Linked DNA regions of Nomascus leucogenys: region 1 is linked to region 2. A link is a contact called in public Hi-C data. All regions are on one chromosome and are shown on one strand. The core of a region is the stretch at or near the end of the contact, and the rest is flanking DNA. Distances in the headings are between cores, read along the strand shown.

Evidence for each region. Hi-C and Micro-C count contacts between places; a contact is called where the count stands out from the background.
Region 1: a contact with region 2 is called in a Hi-C map of a lymphoblastoid cell line, with 9 times the contacts expected there. The contact joins the enhancer-like site here to the promoter of TRIB1 in region 2. A contact is called at or near these places in 2 of 4 Hi-C or Micro-C datasets (a lymphoblastoid cell line and an unstated tissue).

Annotation. Positions count from the first base shown.
Region 1 is chr16:77,717,500-77,722,356 of Asia_NLE_v1, reverse strand. No RefSeq gene overlaps it. Among named protein-coding and RNA genes, the nearest start is that of TRIB1, 210 kb to the right of the region's middle. Within about 2 kb of position 3,091, the one cell type or tissue checked has an H3K27ac peak away from gene starts, as active enhancers do. A contact at or near this core is called in a lymphoblastoid cell line, where this site is marked.
Region 2 is chr16:77,507,067-77,512,086 of Asia_NLE_v1, reverse strand. TRIB1 (tribbles homolog 1) reads right to left here and starts at 1,704. Exons shown (of 3, transcript XM_030795253.1): 1 at 763-1,704. The coding sequence starts at 1,122.

The DNA of each region.
Region 1 (4,857 bases), core at 1,842-4,341, 210 kb before region 2:
GGTTTTCTGGGCTGATTGTGGTCCCACACTGGCTATCAAATACCTATCGAGCACACTACATGGAAAAGAAAAGAACCTTAGTGCTCCAATTCAATAAGAAATCAAGGCCGGGCACGGTGACTCACGCCTGTAATCCCAGCACTTTGGGAGGCCGAGGAGGGCGGATCACGAGGTCAGGAGATCGAGACCATCCTGACTAACACGGTGAAACCCTGTCTCTACTAAAAATACAAAAAATTAGCCAGGCGTGGTGGCGGATGCCTGTAGTCCCAGCTACTCGGGAGGCTGAGGCAGGAGAATGGCGTGAACCCGGGAGGCGGAGCTTGCAGTGAGCCAAGATCACACCACTGCACTCCAGCCTGGAAGACAGCGAGACTCGGTCTCAAAAAAAAAAAAAAAAGAAAGAAAGAAATCAAAAGGCTGATTAGCATCTTTCTCCTAGGGCAGACCAGAAGAGAGAATGATCTCCCCCATCTCTCCTCCCTCCACCTTGCTGGCCAAGGTTTCCCCTGCTCTGACATGAAGGGGCAGAGCATCTTGTCATCCAACTGGTGACAGGGTACTTCTCCATCCCCACATCCTTTCCCACAGTGGTTGTTTCAAAAGGGCAGTCTGTGGTTGCAAAGGCAGCAACGAAGGGGCCTGGAGCTCCTGGAGGCCTGGAAGGGTCTCTCATTGTTGTTTTCTCATTGTTACTGTTGCTGGTGTTTGTTTTGCTCTTTACATCTTTGTGCCCTCGGCATCCTTCTAGTGACTGACACAATCCAATCCTGAGATTGTCACTCAGTACCACACCCCGCCCAGAAAGGTCTGAATTACCACCTTCAGGCTGCACTACGGGGAATGGTAATAGTCATTATACGATAATTTTATATTTGGGAAATGAAAACAATCCCTTTTGTTTTCTGCTATAAGTTAAAGAAAGTAAAATTTTTACACATGCAAAAGCAGTCTTCTTGGTTAATGAGGATATTTAGGAAGAACCAAGAGAGCTGAGCGTGTACTGAGGAAACACCTCCACATGGTGCCATCTTCAGTGGCAGAGATGGTCATGAGACAGGCGCTCCCCTCTCTGGGCTGCCGTCGATTTCCCTCTGGTTCTGGCAGAGAATCCCCTAAATGGCTGCAAGGTTGCCCACGCTTGATCTTCTGGTTTTGGACACCCTCCTACAGTTGTTAAGCTCTAATTTCAAGAACCAACTACACTGGAAAGAGAAACTACCCATCTACCCAAAAATGAGAATAAAAGTAAGATTCCTGGGAATGTAAAAGAAATGCAACTTAGTAGCTAATGCAAGAAATGGAAACAAATACGTTTCCTGCCTTGCAGGTCAAAACACAGAGACGTATTTCCTCAAACCTTGACGACTATCTCCCAGGTGAAAAGAACAGGAAATTAAGGTTTTTACAGCTTTGAGAGCATTCACACTCCAGTGCCCTTTGCTGTGAAGCCTCCCTGCCCTGTAGAGGCAGAAGTGTTTGTTCTTATCCCTTGCCTCCTTGCCCCTGACCCATGCTCCCATCCCATTCGATCAGGGACACCATATACAGTCGCACAGTCAGTGCACTGCACAAGTCAGGAGGTGCCATTTCCACCAGCTGTATTGTGACTGGGCTCCCTGGAGTTGTACGGCGCTTCCATCAGGATGTGTTTTGTGGCTTGCCTTGTATCACAACTGACACCTACAAGGCCATGGACTCCTAACTGACCTATAGTCACTGGCAGTATCCCTGGCACCTAGCACAATGCCTGGTACCTAGATAAACCTTAACATAAACTCCTAGGGATTTAAGAAGCAATTAATTTGACAAGAGAATCAGCACCACTCTAAGACAAGAAATAAGTAGTTATTTTAGGCCAGGCACAGTGGCTCACGCCTGTAATCCCAGCACTTTGGAGGCTGAGGTGGGAGGATCACCTGAGGTCGGGAGTTCAAGAGCAGCCTGGGCAACATGGTGAAACCCTGTCTCTACTAAAAATACAAAAATTAGCCAGGTGTGGTGGCACATGCTGTAATCCCAGCTACTCGGGAGGCTGAGGCAGGAGAATCACTTGAACCCAAGAGGCAGAGGTTGCGGTGAGCCAAGATCCACTGCACTCCAGCCTGGGCGACAGAGCAAGACTCTGTCTCAAAAAGAAAAAAAAAAAAGTCATTATTTTAAATAGGAGCAAAATTCTTTTAGAGTATGGATACTTCTTGAATTAACCTTAGATACTTTAAAGAGTAAATATAACATAACGGTTAAGATCTCTGGCCCCGGAGTCAGAAGGATCTGGGTTTCAATCCCAGCTTTACAACTCATTGAGCCATGCTGGGCATGTTCCTAGACCTCCCTAAGCCTTAGTGTCCTCATCTGTGAGGGTAACTGAGATAAAGCCTCAGCATGGTGCCTGGCACACACTCACGCTCAATGCATCTTAGTTGTAATTATGAAGTACATTGTTAGTGTCAGTTAATCCAGGCAATAACACAAAAAGAAAACGTTAGCTATCCATATTTATATCCCACAAAGAGGAATATGCTCAAGATCTATTAAGTGCCCAATTAATGTTTGCTTAGTGAATAAATGAGAGAGAAGATGAGGAGGAGGAAGGAAGGTAGGGGAGGAGGAGAAGGGAAGGAGGAAGAAGAAGAAGAAAGATGAAAGGGAAAGTGAGGAGAAGGGGTACTGAACTAGGAGTCAGGAGGGATACACCTTCAAATATGCCATCACTAACTTTGTGACTTGAAGTAAGTTCCTTTCTTGGTCTCAATTTGCTCCTTTTAAAGATGAAAAGTGACTGGATGATGCCTCAGTTTCCTCCCTCATGATACCCTCTCGGGGCTCCAGCAAAGACCAGAGTTCCCACTGCTGATCATTTTTGCAGTGTTCCCTTAGATGCTGCAGGTGGTGCTGCTGAGTTAGGAAGAAAACCTGTTTTTCTGCAACTTAGTTCTTAGCTGCCAAGTCTGTATTAATAGCAGACCAGAATTAGGGAAATCACTTACTTGTTGCTGAAATGCCTGGGGCGGTAAATGAGTCACTCTACTTCCTCTCTTTCCTACCTGGCCTCTCCCGTTGCCATGAAAGTGCCGCGGGTGTGGAATGGCAGCTAGCCTTGATTCTAGTTCCATTCCTGTTTCCGGCTGGTGACCTTGGGCAAAGATACGTGCCGTCTTAGGACCTCTGTTGTAGTCTGCAAAATGACGATAATAATTCTGGTACCCCAGGAGTGTTGAGAAGATTAATTAAATAATGTGTGTCAATGGACGATCACGGTGCCTGGCACCTAGTAGGTATTCAAGAAGTGTTGGTTTCCTTCCTTCTCTGCCTTTTAGTCACTGTGGATTGTGGTTAGCACTTCAGAAGAAATGAACAGAGCACAGTGACAGACAGATGAGGAGGTGGGCTTCCCAAGGAGGACGCACTGAGGAGGGGACAGGCCCTCTGAGGCTAGAAGGATGTGGAGGAGGAACAGCATCCCAAGCGAAGGGTCAGCAAGTACAAAAGCACCGTCCATCTCCCCCAGCTCCCCTGGCCCCTGCCATTACAAACCCATCTGCAATCCCTGGCTGGCTCTGACCTCTGAGCCCCAGGGTCTACCTCGTTCATACCCCTACAACAGCAGTCATTCGCTCCTATTGTACATTTTGCAAACATGCATGCCCCTTCGAGGACCAGGAATGCATTTTATTCATATCTATCTCCCCAGAACCTGGTGCAACAAAAGCCTTAATGAATAAACGAGCCAATGACTGCATCATACTGGGACCCATTCAGTCTCTCATTAGCTGTCTTTACATAAATGCATCTCGACCTTTTGGCGGCTTCCCATCTTGGCATACTCAGCACCTAGTACATAGTAAGTGCTCAGCAAATGCCTGCTACTGAACTTCAGTTTGATTGTCATGTATGGAGCACCGACTGTGTGGCAGGAACTCTACTCATCACCAGAGACGCAAAGATGTATCAGGGGTAAGCCAGGGTGTGAAGGACTCACCTTTTAGAAAAATAAAAGAACCAGGAGCACATATGCAGCAGTTGACACGTTCATTTCTCAAGTGCTTTATATGCACTCTTCTACTTAATCCTCACAAAAACCTGAGAGGTAGGTACTACGATTAGCGCCACTTCATAGATGGGAAAATTGAGGCTTGGGTGGAGAGACCCACACTGGGTGGCAGAGCCAGGCTAAAAGCCAGGGGTCTGTCACTAAAACCCTCGTCATTTACCACTTTGTCATAAATGTGTGCACACAGAAATAATGTAGACGTGTGCCCGGTGGGGGGGAACTGAGAAATGGAGGTGGCAGTTGGGATCTTCCAGAGGACAGTCCATGTGAATTGACCTTGAAGGACAAAAAGAATGTTTCCCGGAAGATCACGGTGGCAGCACAGAATTGCAGCAGAGAGGGAAAGGAATATTCAGGCAGAGGGATGCGGTCCCGCAGCCTGCAGAGACTGCGGTAATGAGGATGCAACACACAGCCTGGCCACAGGGTCTGCCTGGAGACACAGGCTCTTCCCTGCCTCAGGAAGATCAAGTGCTGGATCTAGAGCAGGCCAGCTCAGGAGAGGATACACAACAACGGGGACATACCTGGAAACGTTTTGCAGAGATAAGTTTAACAAATAGAAACTTGCCCTTTTTCGTAACTGATCTGTGGGACTTCCCTGCCTTTAGTCTTGGCAATCAAAACACATAAAAGCCTAAAGCACTGATTCAACATTCACTAAACTCCTACTCTGTGCCAGGCACTTACAATTAAATACCCACTCTGTGCTGTGACAGTCATACTTTGAGAGGCAGTGGAATTAATTGAGGTATGAATTTCTCTGGGCTTGAATTCAATTATGTTACTCATTAAATACGTCA
Region 2 (5,020 bases), core at 455-2,954:
CTGCGTCTACCCGCGCAGGAGGAGGACCCGGGGGATCCTGTTTCTAGGAGCTGTGTCTCCTCCTCCTGGATGGGATCCCTATGTTCAAAGCAAAATCGCTGGCTGGAAAATAAAGTGAATCGAAGCGAGGGTTCCTGGCCGGTGTGGGCTTTTCAACATTTCTACTCCGAGCAGATTCCTCCGCCTCGGGCAGATGACTCTGGGACTGCTCCCTTGGGAGGGTGTGTTCTAGTCCCAGCGCGGATTCAATTCAGAATCCCCAAGGCAGGAGCCGGACACAGTCTTCCAGCCCCCTTACCACCTACAACTGAGCCCGGGTGCCGTGCAAGCCCGACAAGAGAGCTGCCAGCTGCTCCAAGCTCCTAGGAGGCACCTACTGCAGGCCGTCCTTCCAGGACATGGCGGGGGCGGGGGGAGGTGGAGAGCGAGGAGAATGAGAAAAGGGGAATGGCATGGCCCTGGAATCCGTTTCAATTCCACAACTTATATGGAACGCCACGCGCTACACTGGGCGCTAAGGAAAGGAACAGATAGAGAAAGCCACTGAACACTGCACTTCCTCTAGGCGCCCCCATTATACCACTCCATGGGAAACCCCTCAATCCACAAAAACGTGAACCTGGTCAAATGGCGTCTTATCTGACCCAATCTACTGATCCGCCCTGTGCCCAGCCCAAGCGTTGGCCGGACCCCAAGGACCTTTGCCTACCACCCCGTCCCGCGCCCTCGACCCCAGCCGGGTCCTGGCCCGGGAGCACCTACCTTGCAGCGCAGCTCGCGGCCAGTGTGGATGCACAGCGCCCGGGACACATGCTCGCGCTCGGCCAGGGGCAGCAGCAGGTAGTCGGCGATGCGGCTGGGCCCCGGCGCGCTCCCGGAGCCGCCGCCGGCCCCCGGAGCGGCAGGCGGGGGCTGCGGGCTGCAGGGAGAGCCGGGGGGGCTGAGGTAGTCCGGGGGGCTGGAGCACTCGGAGAGGCGCGGGCACTTGGCCGCCACGGCCGCCGCGTCGTCGGCGTCCAGCAGGCGTTTGGCCGGGACGCCTCGGGCGGCTGGGAACAGCAGGGCCGGGCCGCGGGGCTGCGAGGCGCCGCTCATGGCAGAGCGCACCGGACCGACCCGCATCCCGTCCTGGGCCGGGGTGGCCCCGGCTTTTTAAGTCCCGGGATCCGCGCGGGAAGACGCTGCGGGCTTGGCGCCGGCTCCGCGACTTCTTCCAGCTGGCGGGATGGAGTTTGCAGACTGGTCTTGGCTCGGCCCCCACGAGGGGCAAAGCAGGAGCCGCTCCCCGGCGCTCGCGTTGCACGCGGGGACCACGCTGGCTGTGCGTCCGGGGGGCGGAGGCCGGCTGGAGTCCCCGGACCCCCGCAGACAAGGGCTCCCGGAGCCTCGCTGGGGGCGGCCGCCACTATTGTTGCCGAGGCTGCCGACAGTCCGCGAGGCAGAGGCGGCGGCGGCAGCGGCCAGCGATCCCGGGGTCCCGAGCCGCGAGGACAGGATTCAGCAGGCTCAGCGGAGCCACGAAGCAAATGCACTTCCCAAAGCGATGAGTCTCGAGCAAAATCCGGGAGAACTTTTTCGCGGCGCTCGGGATCCTGCGCGCTCCTGGGCTCCGGGCGTGTATGAGAGGGAGCGAGACGCGCTCAGAGAGAGTGACTGTGAGTGAGTGTGAGCGCTGCACCGATCCCGGCCAGTGCACTCCTCCTTCTCCTTTTCCTCCACCTCCTCCGCCTCCCGGTGACTCACGCTGTATACACACACACTCACAGGCCGGGCTGTGTAAACAGTTGGGAAGCCGGGTTGTGCAATGAGGTGGCTGCGACGACTCCGGCCCCGCCGCCCGGCGAGCAGTCTCCCGAGCGGAGGGAGGAGACTGGGGGGAGGGGAGAGGGAGCAGGAGGTGGGGGGAATGGGGGTGGACTGAGGGCTGGGGATGCTCCGGGCAGCGCGCGCTCGGGCGCAGGTGGTGCGTCCCGGGCCGGTCTGGACGCGCGCACACGCCCCCCGGGCTGGGCTGGGCTGGGCAGAATGCGGCGCGCGCGCCCTCCGGCAGGCCCCCAGTTCAGCGGAGAAGCCGAAGGAGGGGGCGGAGGAAAAGTTGCCGTGACGTAAGGGTCCGAGGAAGTGGGCGGGAGGGGCGGGGCCGCGGGGAGCGAAGCGACCGCTGATTGGTGCGCGCGCCTCATTCACAGCAAGCACAATGGGCTGCGGGCGCGAGGCGGGAGCGCGCACCACGGTTCTCTGCACCCGCCGCTCGCTGCAGCCCCGCGGCGACGCCTTTCGCCCCGGGGATCCCCCCACCGCCCAGCGCCTGGGGAGCTCTGGTTGGAGCCGTGGGCTCCGCAGAGGCCCGGCTGCAGCGGAGGAAGGAGAGGGATAGGGAGGTGATGAATTCCAGAATCAGTCATTCACCCCCACGCGGTAGTTCCGGGGAAGACCTGTGCGTGGTAGTGGATGTGGCTTTTTTTTTTTCCCTTTTCCTGCCCCCTCCCAGCTCTAATCCCTAGCGTCTGTTCGCTTCCACAAATAGAACCTTCTGTTGGATGAAATAAAAGCAAACACTGGGCCTTCTGCGCTGCCTCCACCTCCACGCCCCCCCAACCCCCCCGCGCCTGCCGCCCGCCCGGATTGCACGGAAATAGCTTCTCCAGGCTCCCGGGCCGCCCCTTCGCGGTGACTCGCAGAAAGAGCTTCCTGAGCCAGGGCCGGTGGGAAACAAAGGATGTGGGGAGCGGGCGGAAGGGGCCCACGTGGCTGCCGCCGGATTCCTACTCCCTCCCCAGCCTCCACACGCGCCGCAGGGTCTAGGGCCTGAGTGCCAACCTTGGTAGGTGGGTAGGCTGGTGGAAGTCATTCTGGCCGCTGCCAGAGATACCGCCTGCACCTGGGCAGCCCTGCCTGGTGCTGCGCATGCATTCATTCCGTGTGATTTGGGTGAGCATGAAAGTTGTGCGTGAAACAACTTGGAATCTGTCATTTTTCTTTCTTGAGTGAACCAGGTCAGTTTGGAGTCCCTGGGCACCCAACAATATAACTATTATCAGAGAGCCCTTCCTTGCACTTCTGCTAAATACTTAATTTTCTAAAACCAGGTCGAGCCCCAAGAATAAATCATTTTCCTTATTAATTCTCCATTCATTCAACAAATACTAATTAAGCATCTACCAAGAGCTAAACACTGGGAATTAGAAGGTGAAAATTAAAATAATAATAATAGCTAACATGAATCAAGGCCTACAATGTGTCGGACACTGTTCTTTGCACTTTACATGTATTACTTCAGTTTTCCAACCACACTATGGGGTTATTTTTTGCTCCATTTCACAGGGAAGAAACTGAAGCCTTAGAAGGATGAAGTTACGCCAAGCGTGGTGGCTCACGCCTGTAATCCCAGCACTTTGGGAGGCTGAGGTGGCCGGATCACCTGAGGTCAGGAGTTCAAGACCAATCTGGCCAACATGGTGAAACCCCGTCTCTACTACAAGTACAAAAATTAGCTGGGCGTGGTGGCGAGCGCCTGTAATCCCAGCTGCTGGGGAGGCTGAGGTGGGAGAATCACTTGAACCTGGGAGACAGAGGTTGCAGTGAGCCGAGATCGCGCCACTGCACTCCAGCCTTGGGGACAAAGTGAGACTTAGTCTCAAAAGACAAAAAATAATAATAATAAAAATTTTTAAAAAGCGAGAACGAAAGATGAAGTTACTTGCTGTGGTTAAGTAGCTCATAAGGGGTGGTGCGGTCAAGCTCCGAAGCATTTATGGCGACTGGAAGGAGAGATTACAATTTGTAGGGGAAAACAGGAGTTAGGGAGGACTCTAGAAGGCATTTGACCTGGGAGATGTGTGGGGACTATGAGGGAGTTGCTCAAGGGAGAGTATGAATGGTGGGAGGCCGGGCCAGGCAAGGGGTGTACGGAAGGGCAGGGCTGGCAGGCCAGAGAAACTATAAGGGTGGTGGGAGCTGAGCCTGCAGAGGTCACCCGGGACAGTGTTGGGAAGGGCTTGAAAGCCATGTTGCACTTGGTCCTGTGTCCAGAGGAGAGCCCACCGAAGAGTGAGTTTGTTTGTTTGTTTGTTTGTTTGTTTGTTTGTTTGTTTTCAGACAGTCTCCCTCCATCGCCTAGGCTAGAGTGCAGTGGCCCAATCTCGGCCCACTGCAACCTCTGCCTCCCAGGTTCAAGTGATTCTCCTGCCTCAGCCTCCCAAGTAGCTGGGATTACAGGTGCCCGCTACCATGCCCGGGTCATTTTTTATTTGTAGTAGAGACGAGGTTTCACCAAGTTGGCCAGGCTAGTCTCGAACTCCTGACTTTAAGTGATCCACCCACCTCAGCCTCCCAAAGTGCTGGGATTACAGGCTTGAGCCACCACGCCTGGCCCCACCTACATTTTTTTTTGTCTTTGAAGATTATTCTGTGCCAGAATGTAAGATCCACTGAGCTTCCAGCACGTGAATGGCAAACTCAGCATGGCCACTGAGCATCTTCCTCCCAGGTGTGTGCCTCCTTCTCTGCCTCTTCTGAGAGAAAGGCATGCCACCATCCACCCAGCTCCGCCCACCCAGGGGCCAGGATCACAGGCACTCATCGCGGGCTCCCCTTTGAATCTGCCTTTTTCCTTTCTCCCACAGCCCACCCTAGACCTGTGAGCTCTCAGTGCTGGGCCCTACCCCGCACTGTTCAGCTCCCTGGGGCTGGCCCTCGCTAGCGCTACTTCCCAGGCTCACTTGCCCATTGGCTTCCAGCCCAGTTTGCCCAGTGGGAGGTCCAGGAGGGAGATTGGAAGGCAGGAGGAAGAAGAGAATGCCCAGGCTACTATTTGCTTCAGGCAGCGGCCACACCTCCTCTGGGGCTCCAGAGGAGGCAGCCCCTCGCATGGCTGCTGCGATTTGCTGCCCAGATCCTGCTGCCCAACTGGAGGATCTGTTTGCCTGGCTGCTGGGAGTGCATATCAGGAGCTGTTCTGGAAATTGCCTTGACTGAGAAGAGCCACTTTGCCGGAGGTCACACTCCCTTCCCAAGGGTC